Regions from separate parts of the Hordeum vulgare genome. Here region 2 is linked to region 1. The links are chromatin contacts, called in public Hi-C maps. All regions are on one chromosome and are shown on one strand. Each heading gives the region's core, a stretch centred on a gene start, on an enhancer-like site or on the middle of the called end of the contact. The rest is flanking DNA. Distances are from core to core; before and after follow the strand shown.

What was found. A called contact is a pair of places that touch in the nucleus more often than the background predicts.
Region 2: a Hi-C map of leaf shows a contact between it and region 1, with 7 times the contacts expected there. The contact joins the promoter of LOC123447844 here to the enhancer-like site in region 1. A contact is called at or near these places in 2 of 6 Hi-C or Micro-C datasets (leaf and seedling) and 1 of 1 datasets of contacts at active chromatin or transcription factors (embryo).

Annotation. Positions count from the first base shown.
Region 1 is chr4H:52,128,557-52,133,753 of MorexV3_pseudomolecules_assembly, reverse strand. No RefSeq gene overlaps it. Among protein-coding and RNA genes, the nearest start is that of LOC123451173, 5.8 kb to the right of the region's middle. Within about 2 kb of position 2,428, at least 2 of the 3 cell types and tissues checked have open chromatin away from gene starts, as enhancers often do. A contact at or near this core is called in leaf, where this site is marked.
Region 2 is chr4H:52,821,041-52,826,570 of MorexV3_pseudomolecules_assembly, reverse strand. It overlaps LOC123447844 (RNA-binding protein pno1), which reads right to left and starts at 3,079. Exons shown (of 2, transcript XM_045124539.1): 1 at 2,743-3,079; 2 at 1,255-1,792. The coding sequence starts at 2,997. The coding sequence ends at 1,370.

The sequences.
Region 1 (5,197 bases), core at 1,179-3,678:
GAATGCGCTCGCAGCCGTCCTGCATACAAGCAAGGAGGAAGCGTGCCTCAAGGAGGAGAAGGCGACTTACCAGAACCGGATGGCGGAGGCCATGGCGCTCTCCGTTGCCGGCGAGACAGTCGTGCCACCGCTGGCCCCATCGTCCCCCGCGAAGGATGAGCCAAGGTGGCTGGTCCTGAGGCCTGAGCTGTACGTGTGGGACATGGTGGTGCGCGAGTGGGTCAGCGCACCACCCGTATGGTTGGGTTCGACGCCGGAGCAGGAGGCGGCCTACCTGGAGTACTGGCGGCAATGACGGGTGGCGAGAGAGTGAGCAGGGGCTCGGCGGATGGAGCGCGAGGCCGAAGCTGAGGAGGAGGCGCGACGTGGTGCCTAGCAAGCGCCGGTGCAGCCACCGGCGAACGGCGTCGCCGCCGCCTGGGAGACGGCCTTCCCGTGGGCTGACCCGGCGTCGACGTTGGTCGACCTCACCGACCCCGACGACGACAACGAGGAGGATGCCTTGGGCAACGTCCCTCCTTGTTTTTTGTTTATTAAAATTTCTGTTTAATTTAATGTGGACTCATGAAACTATCGTCGGCCTTTCAGACCGGCAATATTGTTTAATTAATTATTTTTATATTTTCAAAAAATATATTATGTTTTTTCACGCCACCTAAAAATGGGTCATGGTCGGGTTGGGCGCAAGCGCCGATCCAATTACAAAAGTGAACATGAATGTCTGCCGGACCGACCCAAATGAGCAAAATGCGGACAAAGTATGCGTTCATTTGGGTCACGCGCTTAGAGTTGCTCTAAATGCCTTTATCCCTTTTATAAGTAAACCTTAAGTTTATTTTGACTGCCATTGTGATTGTTGACATGTTTCGTGTCTTCGAACTATGTGTAAATTTTCAAAGAAGAGACAGCGTGTGTGATTTTGAAAACACATAGCTGTAGTACATGAATGTCAAATGATTAAGCTCTTCTGTACGAGGGAGGCGTTTCGGAGCTCGGACTCATATGCTTCCCATAAACAGTACACAATCTGCTTTTCTTTACAATGGACATGTTCGTGTATTTGAACTATGTGCATGCTTTTGTGAATAAAAGACATGTGTACTGGGTTGGAAAAAAACACTGCTAAAAATCATGCAATTTTTTCATGAAACATACGTGTTCATTAAAATACTTATATCTTTTTTACTTTCTCCCTATTAAACAGTTCATGCTGGAGCGAAAAAGGCAAGCTCAATTTTGAATTTCCGTCTATTCCGCATCCTGTTTGAGAGGAGAAGAGCATAAGCATTGTTAAACTCGGGACCTCCTAGTGGACACATTTTGCGTCCAATAGTAATGGCTTCGTGCAGGAGGGATGAAGCGACTATGCCGGCCAGTTATCCGGCTCCATTTTTTTCTCTTCTTTCTTATTTTCTTTCATGTTTCTCTTTCTCTTTTTCCTAAAGGTTATATTTTTGTTTTTATAAATTTATGAAACTTAGACAGCCTTTGTATTTACGAATAAAATTTATAAATGCAAATCTTTTTGACTCTTTGAAGAATTTATAAGAACACAAATAAATTTGAAAACAGGAGCATTTTAAAAAACTTATAGCAATTATTTTTAGAAAAGAACATTTTTTGAAATTTGTAAATATTTTTTAAATCGGAAACATTTTTTCAACTTATGTACACTTTTTGAAACATGAACATTTTTTGAATAGTCTAACATTTTTTAGAAAATGAAGAACATTTTTCAAATGCTGGAATATTTATTCAAATTCCGGAATATGTTTTCACATTCTGGAACATTTTTTCAAATTCCGTATTTTTTTTAAAAAAATCCGAAACATTTTGATAAAAACTTCCAGAACATTTTTATAAATTCCAGAACGTTTTTTCAAACTCCAGAACATTTTTTTAAAGTTCCAGAACATTTTTTCAAATTCCAGCAATATTTTGAAATCCTGGACAATTTTTTTCGAATTTCGAATCTTTTTTTGAAAAATCTGAAACATTTTGATAAAAATTCCAGAACACTTTTTGAAAATCTGAAACATTTTTTCAAAATACCGGAACATTTCTTAACATTACGGAATAGTTTTTAAATTTCCGGAAGATTTTTCAAATTCCCGAACATACTTTTTTAAATTCCGGAAAATTCTTTCAAATTCTAGGATATTTTTTCAAATTCTGGAACAATTATTGAAATTCTGGAACATTTTTTGAAATTCCAGAGCATTTTTGGAACAGAAACAGAAAATAAAAAATAAAACGAAAAAAAGAAAAACTGGTTTAGAGAATCTTCTAGAAAGTTCTCAAAATCGGAAAAAACCTGCTGGGAAAGTGTAGAAGGTTCCCAAAACCGGCATCCCCCAACTGTTAATGGGCCGGCCCAGATTATCTTTGCTCGCTTTCTTTCTATGTGAAGCCGCGGTAATTTGACGCAACGCGCGGCAAATAGGGTTTTCGTTTAAACTCTGCACTGAAATGAACCGGGGCGTGTGGTCTCTGCTAGAATAGGTTTGGCCAATTTATAAATTCTGAAATCTCAAATAAACCTATAAATAAAATGGTAAATGATGTTGTGGTGGTGTTAAAATTTAATACGATACCGTTAATTAAGAAAGAATTGGATCTTTTATATAATGGGTTCTCTTCACCACTCTAAGTGCGTGTTTAAAAGAAAAAAAGGAAAGACCACACACACGCTTGCTCGCCTCGTTTGGACGGCGCGTACGTGTGACATGCGTGTGAATGATCCACCGAAATCCAGTCTGTTGCCTCTCAGGCGTGTGGCTTTCTTTTTTCCATTTTTATTTTTTATGTCTTGACAGACAAGTTAATTATTTCTTGTCCGGTAAGTATATAACTTAAAAACTAAGGCCCTGTTTGGAACCACAATAGATTATGATAATTTAAATTATAAAGGTAGATTATATAATCTGGTTTATAAAAATAATCCAGGTGAACATGTTTGGAGGCCAGATTATATAAACTGTAATCCAGGTTTTACATTGCATAATGACCTGTCCGCCCTCTGATTTATTTTAAAAAAGAGGAGGGTGACACTGGTAGGAATGTAATTATCTCCAACTTTACATGGGTAATGGGTCATTAGCAATCTATAATCTGATTTTAGCTGGTGTAGAGTAGATTATGAGTTTTTAATAATCTGTCTATCTAGTTTTTATAATCTACATCATAACCTATCATGTTTGGAGACATAATAGATTATAAAAACTGGATTATATAATCTAGGTGGTTCCAAACAGGGCCTAAGTCGGTCTGAGATCGTGATCGCGACACTATACCACCTTTGGTCCTCCTATATATACTGTTTACCGGCCTCGGCCAAGCACACACCAAAAATACCTATGGTTTTGCCTTATCTGGCAACTTGCGCCACAATCGTAGCCTACCTCATCTCGAACGTCGGCGTGCAGGAGAGCAGGTCTCCAGAACCGTCGTCCTTGTGATCCTGTATCGGGAGAGAACGAATTAGGTTTTTGGAAAAGGCTCTGTGCGACTGTTCAAATTCGTCATCACGGGTCGTCTACCGTCCAAGTCGGACGGTGCTACTCATCAGCGTCTCCATCATCGTCAACAACTGATAGTCGCCATCATCATCATCAACATCGTCGCTCTTACAACGACTAACGAACAGTACGTCCTTCGTGATATGTTCATGTCTTTCTCTGTGTTAAATTGTGATCCAAGTTCTACCGTATTGGACTAGACGTAGTACAAACGGTGTGGGCCTTTGCGTTGGTACCAACGCGTACGAGTACAACTCGTCTACTTGTCCTCCAAGGACTCTTATGTATTGCCCCTCATATATACTCCATGTAGTCATATCTAAAGACGGCATGTCGTCTCGTGCTTGTAATACTCCTCATAGTGATTGCGCCTTCGTGCGTCCGTGGTTTTCTCCCGCAAGGGTTTTCACGTAAAAATCCGTGTCTCTCGTGTCTCGTTGATCTCGTTTTATCTAACAAGTGGTATACAAAGCTGAGGTTTTACAGATACGAGATTTGTTTGAGACGAGAAATTAGGATTGTGTCTGGCCGCCGGACGCGACCTAGCGATCGATCCGAAGCCGGATCGATTTAGAAGCCGAGTTCGACTACTGATGCTATCGCCGTTCGCTGCGTCATAAGCAGAGCCGCTGCAGCCGCAAGAAGCCAAGGCTGTCGCTGTTCCTCGACCCGATCCGGTATTCGCTCGCCAGGAGCACCTCGCGCCTCGAGGGCTCGGTTCAATCGCCGCCTCGTCTCATCCATCAAGCGCTACAGTGCCGCTGTTGACGCTGTTGACGCAAGTTGCTGCTGCTGTCCACGTGAAGCCAGATTCGTTCGCCGCTGTTACTCTGCTGTCCAGATTTGTTCACTGTTCGTCACGTGAAGCTACTAAGTGCAGACTTGTTCAAGCAACTAGTACTTTGATCAGCCAGATACTAGTACTAGTATACGCCTGGTCAACTGCTACGATTACCAGATTTATCTACTCATGGCATCCATGAAGTACGGTCTTCCGCTGCTGGACCGTGACACAAGGTTTACCCTATGGCAAGTCAAGATGCGGGCGTTGTTGGCGTAAGCCGACTATGATGATGCACTGGATAGTTTTGGAAAGAATAGAATTGAAGATTGGACTGCTGATGAGAAAAGAAGGGATCGTAAGGCTTTGTCACAAATTCAACTTCATTTGCATAATAATATTTTACAGGAAGTTTTGAGCGAGAAAACTGCCGCCGCTCTATGGTTAAAGCTGGAAGGAATTTGCATGACAAAAGATTTTCACCAGCAAGATGCATCTGAAGCAAAAATTATTCATGCACATGTTACCCGAGGGAGGTAATGTTTTGACTCATATTTCAGAATTTAAAGAGATCATATCCGATCTAGCTGCAATGGAGGTTACGTATGATGAAGAAGATACTCCTTTAATGTTACTTTGTTCTCTGCCAAGTTCTTATATCAATTTTCGAGACACCATATTATATAGTCGTGATACTCTCACGCTTAATGAAGTTTATGAAGCTTTGAACTCTAAGGAGAAGATGAAATTAATGGTGCCTCATGATGGTTCGAGTTCATCCCAAGCCGAGGGATTATCTGTTCGTGGCAGGACAAAGGAGAAGAACTCACATAATGGAAACCGTGGCAAAAGTAAGAACGGCCAGAGGGGCCGGTCGCAACCCAGAGACAAGAAGCAG
Region 2 (5,530 bases), core at 1,830-4,329, 690 kb before region 1:
TGGGTTGAAAGGCTGAAATTCAAACATGTGTGAAAATTATCCAAGATTGATTTTATTTTAAAATCTTGGCGCTAGGGGTTCAAATATATATAAATCAAAAAATAAATTATAGTTTAGAAGATATGAATGATTGAAATTGTCATAACCCTTGCCGCTAGAAACAATCTTCGGTTCATAGGCACCATGGCATGAAGCACCGGCCTTGTGGAGCATAGTAGGAGTAGCAATCTTCCTTCGGTTTGGCCGTTGCCATGAGTAGTTCATATATGCAATTTATCTAAAAACTGAATTTCTAAAAGAATTCACATCCTGGCACAATTCCTTTTATCCAAACATCAGGTTACAAGCATGTGGCAATCAGACACATTAATCAGAGCGACTCATGAGAAACCCAACACGCGGACATAGGGAGGCATCTCTCTTGTTCAAGCTCTCGTGCTCTGGTGCAACGTGTCCACCGTTCTATATTAAGAAAATGCGTTAGGAGAGAGAGGTGTTAAAACAAACAAACGAAACCATATTTAGAAGTTCTAGAAATTTTTGAAATTATGCCAAATGTATATAAAGGTATGGTTGACATCATGGTAATTTTTTTTTTGTGAATATTCATCTGTGGGTTGCAAAAGTTTTTTTTTCTGGCAATCTATAATAGTGAATAGTACAACACTATATACATCCAGGTTTTTTTTTGTCCCTCAAACAAAGATACTTATCTATGAAATTTCACATGTACGTAGCGCGAGTATATATATATCTGTCAAAAAAAGTTCTATTTTTCTTTAAACTTCAAGATGGGTTATTTGATTTCTATTTTTAGAAACAGGCCCCAAAGACATGCGCTCATTTAACAATACTTGAGGGTTGTGTTTGATACTACAACGCAGGAGAATCACCAACCTTGACTAAAAGCATCAAGCAGCGACAAGTACGAACCAAGGCGAAGTGAACCAAAAAAAAAACACCCACAAAATTAAAGCCAACTCAACACAGGTAAAATACATAATGGAGCAACCGAGTGTGATATCCTGCCATACAAAAAGAGAGAATCAACTCACAAAAAAATGGCGCGGCAAGACAAGCATCACCCTCTAGTACAGTATACATTCACACTTGAAGAAAAAGAGACAACACAACTTACACAGAAGTATTTGCATATAGATATAGCAGTCGAAGCAAATATATAAGATATAATAGCACATCATTTTCTCAAGGAAAAGCCGATAACAGAACACAATGAATATCACTACAGATCTCTGGGCACTTAAAAGTTGTTTTTCATATAAGACATTTCATAGCACGGGGACAAAATCTGCAGATACAACAACTTACGAGGCCAAAACCGCAACTACATAATGTGACCCAGACTCAACTAATACCTTTCTGCCAACCTAGCAGATACAGCCCTAAGCTTAGAATAGACCTTGCCGGCAGGAGAACCTAAGATAAGACTACAGAGTGAATCCCTGGCAACCTTGATGTTAACAAAAGAGCCAAGTATGTGGATCTTCGTATCAGCGATAACTATGCGAGTCCTGGTAGAGTTCTCGATGGCATATTTGGTCTTGCCTCCTTTCCCCGATAGGCGGCCAATGGCACGCGACAGATGCTCCCCCCGAAGTGTCTTCACATCCTTGATCTCAAAGGAATCCACATACAGGTCATCAAGACGAAGCAAGGCAACGCCATCAGCAATGTCAAATCCAAGCATAAAAGCATGCACAAAGTCCGCACACTTCTGAAGGTTGCTCACATCTGGTGTATCATGCCTTGTTTTCAACTCAACCCTTTTTGCCTGTGAAAAACAAAATATGCTAATGAATTTGCAGCAAAGGAGACAGCCAAATGCTGAACATTCAGATATATCTGACAAGTTTTCCCTCCATTAACAAGCACTGAAAGTACTCCTTGACACCCCAAAACCATGAGAGAACCCACCAGCCACAAGGCAAATGGCAAACCAATTGAGTCACGTGTATATGTATTCTACTAGAAGAACACTATGCTTTCCACAAAAATAAGGTTGATCAGGTCAAGTGCACAGTTAGTGGCAATAATTCGTATCAGTTGCTTCATCATGATGAACTGAAATAAATAGGTATATGCAAATAATCAGTATAGCCAGCAAATGTTTACTTGCTTCAATACATACTGCTAGCCGTTTATCCAATCGATAGGATTCATGAAGAAGCCTCTAACCAAAGCTACAAGAAGCCCCCAATGAAAACGAATGGCTGTCTAACCGATGAGCGGAAAATCTAATGTGCGGTTTGACTGTTGAGACAGAAGTTTCCCTGGAAACAAAAACACTGAACATTGAAGTTTGAAAAAAATAATCTGTTTTATCACCATAACTATCATGATACCTCCTATTCCCAGGTCAACTGCACTGGAAATTAAAACACTGAACACTGAAGTTTGAAAACAGACTATGTTTTACCATGATACAAGTTCTAGTATACTGAATTGAAGGAACAGGACATGCATCAGGTGTATTTTTGATCTGAATGTTCAACCACAGGTGCTATGAGCTAGTGTAAATTTGGTCCATACTACACAAGTGCTTGAACCAAACCGTACAAGAAAGATCATCAACAACTGACCAACGATTTTCTACATAATTACACACCGATTGGCGCGTTTTAAATGACAGGGAGGCAACACGGGTCAGACGGCTTCGGAGTTCCTCTTACTATTCAGAAGAAATTGCAACGAGGCAATAGAAAACTGAGCCGGGTTACCAACCTTGAGGTTCATGCGGATGTCGACCTTCATGTGCTCGTAGACAGGGGTGTAGATATCCAACCACGCCTTCTTCAGCGGCGCAAAGCGGTGCGGCGGCACCTGGACCTTGCGGTACTGTGGCCGCCCGCCGCTCATCTCGCTTGGCATCAGAGCGTCGAACCGCGGCTTCTCCACGCCGCCGGCCGCGTCCACCGCCATGGCGGCAGAGGAAGACTTGCCTGCCGTCGCAGCGATCGGAGCTTTGTCGACTTCCATCTGGCGGCGGCGGCGGCGGCGGCGAGGGTGGGATGGCGCGGGATGCGAGGCTAGCTAGGGTTTTGGGACCGAGAGGAGTGGAATGGCCACGACTTTGGGCTATATAGAAGGATAATTTTGGGCCAGCAAAAAGACGATGGTCTGGTTCGGGAGATTCCGGATGGATTGTTCTAGGGCCCAACTTCTATTTGGCACACACCCCCCCTCTTCGATCGGTTTTTATGCAAGGCCGGCCGGTTTTTCTCGTTTACTGGGTTTTCTGGATGGTTTTTGTTCTGTTTCCTGTTTTTTTTTTTTTTTTTTTTTTTGCATTTTTCTTTTTCCTTTTTTAAATGCGCGAACATTTTTCTAATTTAATAAATCTCTTCAAATCTGTGGTTTTCTTCGATGAGCTTTCTTCAAACCCCCGATCTTTTTTTCCTAATCCATAAAACAAAATTAAAATTCGTGTAACATGTAAAAAATGATGAACTTTCTTTTCAAAGTATGTGAAGTTTCTTCAAAATCCGTGAACTTTATTTTTCCCAAATCAATGAACTTTTGTGACATCTGCAAACTTTTGAGTTCGTGTACCTTTTTCAAATCCGTAAAAAGAAAATCCCGTGAACTTTTTATTGAACCCTTAAACCTTTTCGTGTTTGTGAACTCTTTTGAAATCCCCCCAAAAAAATTGAATTCCGCAAACTTTGAACATGTGAACTTTTTTGAGTTCATGAACTTGTTTCAAATCCATGAACTTTTTTTTATACTGTGAATTTTTTTCAAATTCATGATCATTATTTAAAAAAAAATCAAATGTTTGATCGGTGGTCAATTATCAACTGTCCAGGTCAACTATCAACCTTGATCAAGCGACCAGGGGAGCAACTAGCTAGCGAGCGTTTTTTCGGGAGCCTTTCAGCGATTGCTCCCGCGCGCCGCCACTTGGCGCGTTTCCAGCCGCCGCCACGTGTCGCGTTTTGAGCGTTTTCTTCACATTTTTTTTATTTTTCACACGCGTTTTCGCCTTTTTGGGTGGTTTTTTCCGATTTTTTTGGGTGTTATGGTTTTTCACCGGTCTTTCGTAACTTTTGGACGAAAAAAATCAAGCTTTTTTAGGAAAAAATGTGTTTTCTTTTTTTTTAATGCGAAAAACTCATTTTCTGTTTTTTTTGCAAGAGACACGGTTTTGCCTTCGCGAGAGGCACATCCGTGCCTCTTGGAAAGGGAAAAAACGCATTTTCATTTTTCGCGAGAGGCACGGTTTTGCTTTCACGAAAGACACGATTTTGCCTTTGCGAGAGGCACGCCTGTGCCTTTCGAAAAGAAAAAAAATGTGTTTTTTGTTTTTTTTCGAAAGACACGGTTTTGCTTGCGCGAAAAGGCACTATTTTTCCTTCGTAAGAGGCACGCCACCGAAAGGGAAAAAACGTGTTTTTTTGCAAGAGGCACGGTTTTTGCTTTCGCGAAAGACACAGTTTTTGCCTTTGTGAGAGGCTCGCCCGTGCCTCTACCGAAAAGGGGAAAACGCGTTTTCTGCTCTCTCTTTTTACGTGAGAGGCACGATTTTGCCTTCGCGAGAGGCACGACCCGTGCCTCCCGGAAAGAGAAAAAAGCGCATTTTCTGTTTTTTTTTTCTATCGCGTGAGACACAATTTTTTCGTCCGTTTTTTTCTTCCTTTTTTTCATGTAAAAAAAGTTCATCAAAACCTATCAACATGAGATCTAGTTTTGAAGATCTTGATGCGAGAAAGCCAATGATGAAAACGGATCGAGATTTGAACGCATGGTTTAGGAGATAAAACATTTTGAAAATGCGGATCTACGAAAGAAAAAAAACTCATAGATTACGACAAATGACACGTATGCAATGCGTCATTTGTGGCAATTTATGGAGGTGGAAGTAATCATTTGAAGGTGTATTAGCTAACTAGTGCAGGATCGATCAACAAACCAGGGACAATTGCTTTTTGGGTCGTGGCCCATTATGGCATCGTATGGGCGCAACTTGGCGTCCTCGAGCTATAAGCGTCGAGAAGGCGCTCCCATTCCACGGAGTGCATGTTACTGAACTTTTCATTTGAGCCATTCTTTTTAAGAAAATATATCATTATAGTTCCTTTACTGCTTAAATATTTGCTTACATCATCTCATCATTAGGGATGTAAACGGACGCATCCGCAAAGACTGTGAACATATGCATTCGTGATTTTTTTTATTAGCTTGAATTTTAAAGCACATTAATTGGCTTATTAGTCCGGCCTTTCCAAATGCTCAAGGACGTCACGGGCATTGTCTACTTATACATCTATAATCATCTTAGAGATTATAGAGCTAGCAGGTCATCCACCGAAAGTAAATTCTCCAGCCTACAATCTTTCGCAAGAGTGTGAACTATTGGGTTTGCTTCTCCATGGCTGTGGGAGCAAAATGACTTTTCCAAATGAACTTGCCTCACGGGTGTCCTCTCACAAATAGAGTCGTGGCTGAAGTAGTGAAACCTCCATTTTTTTAGCGTGAGAATTGCTTCCAGGCAATCGGGCTAGATCATCAG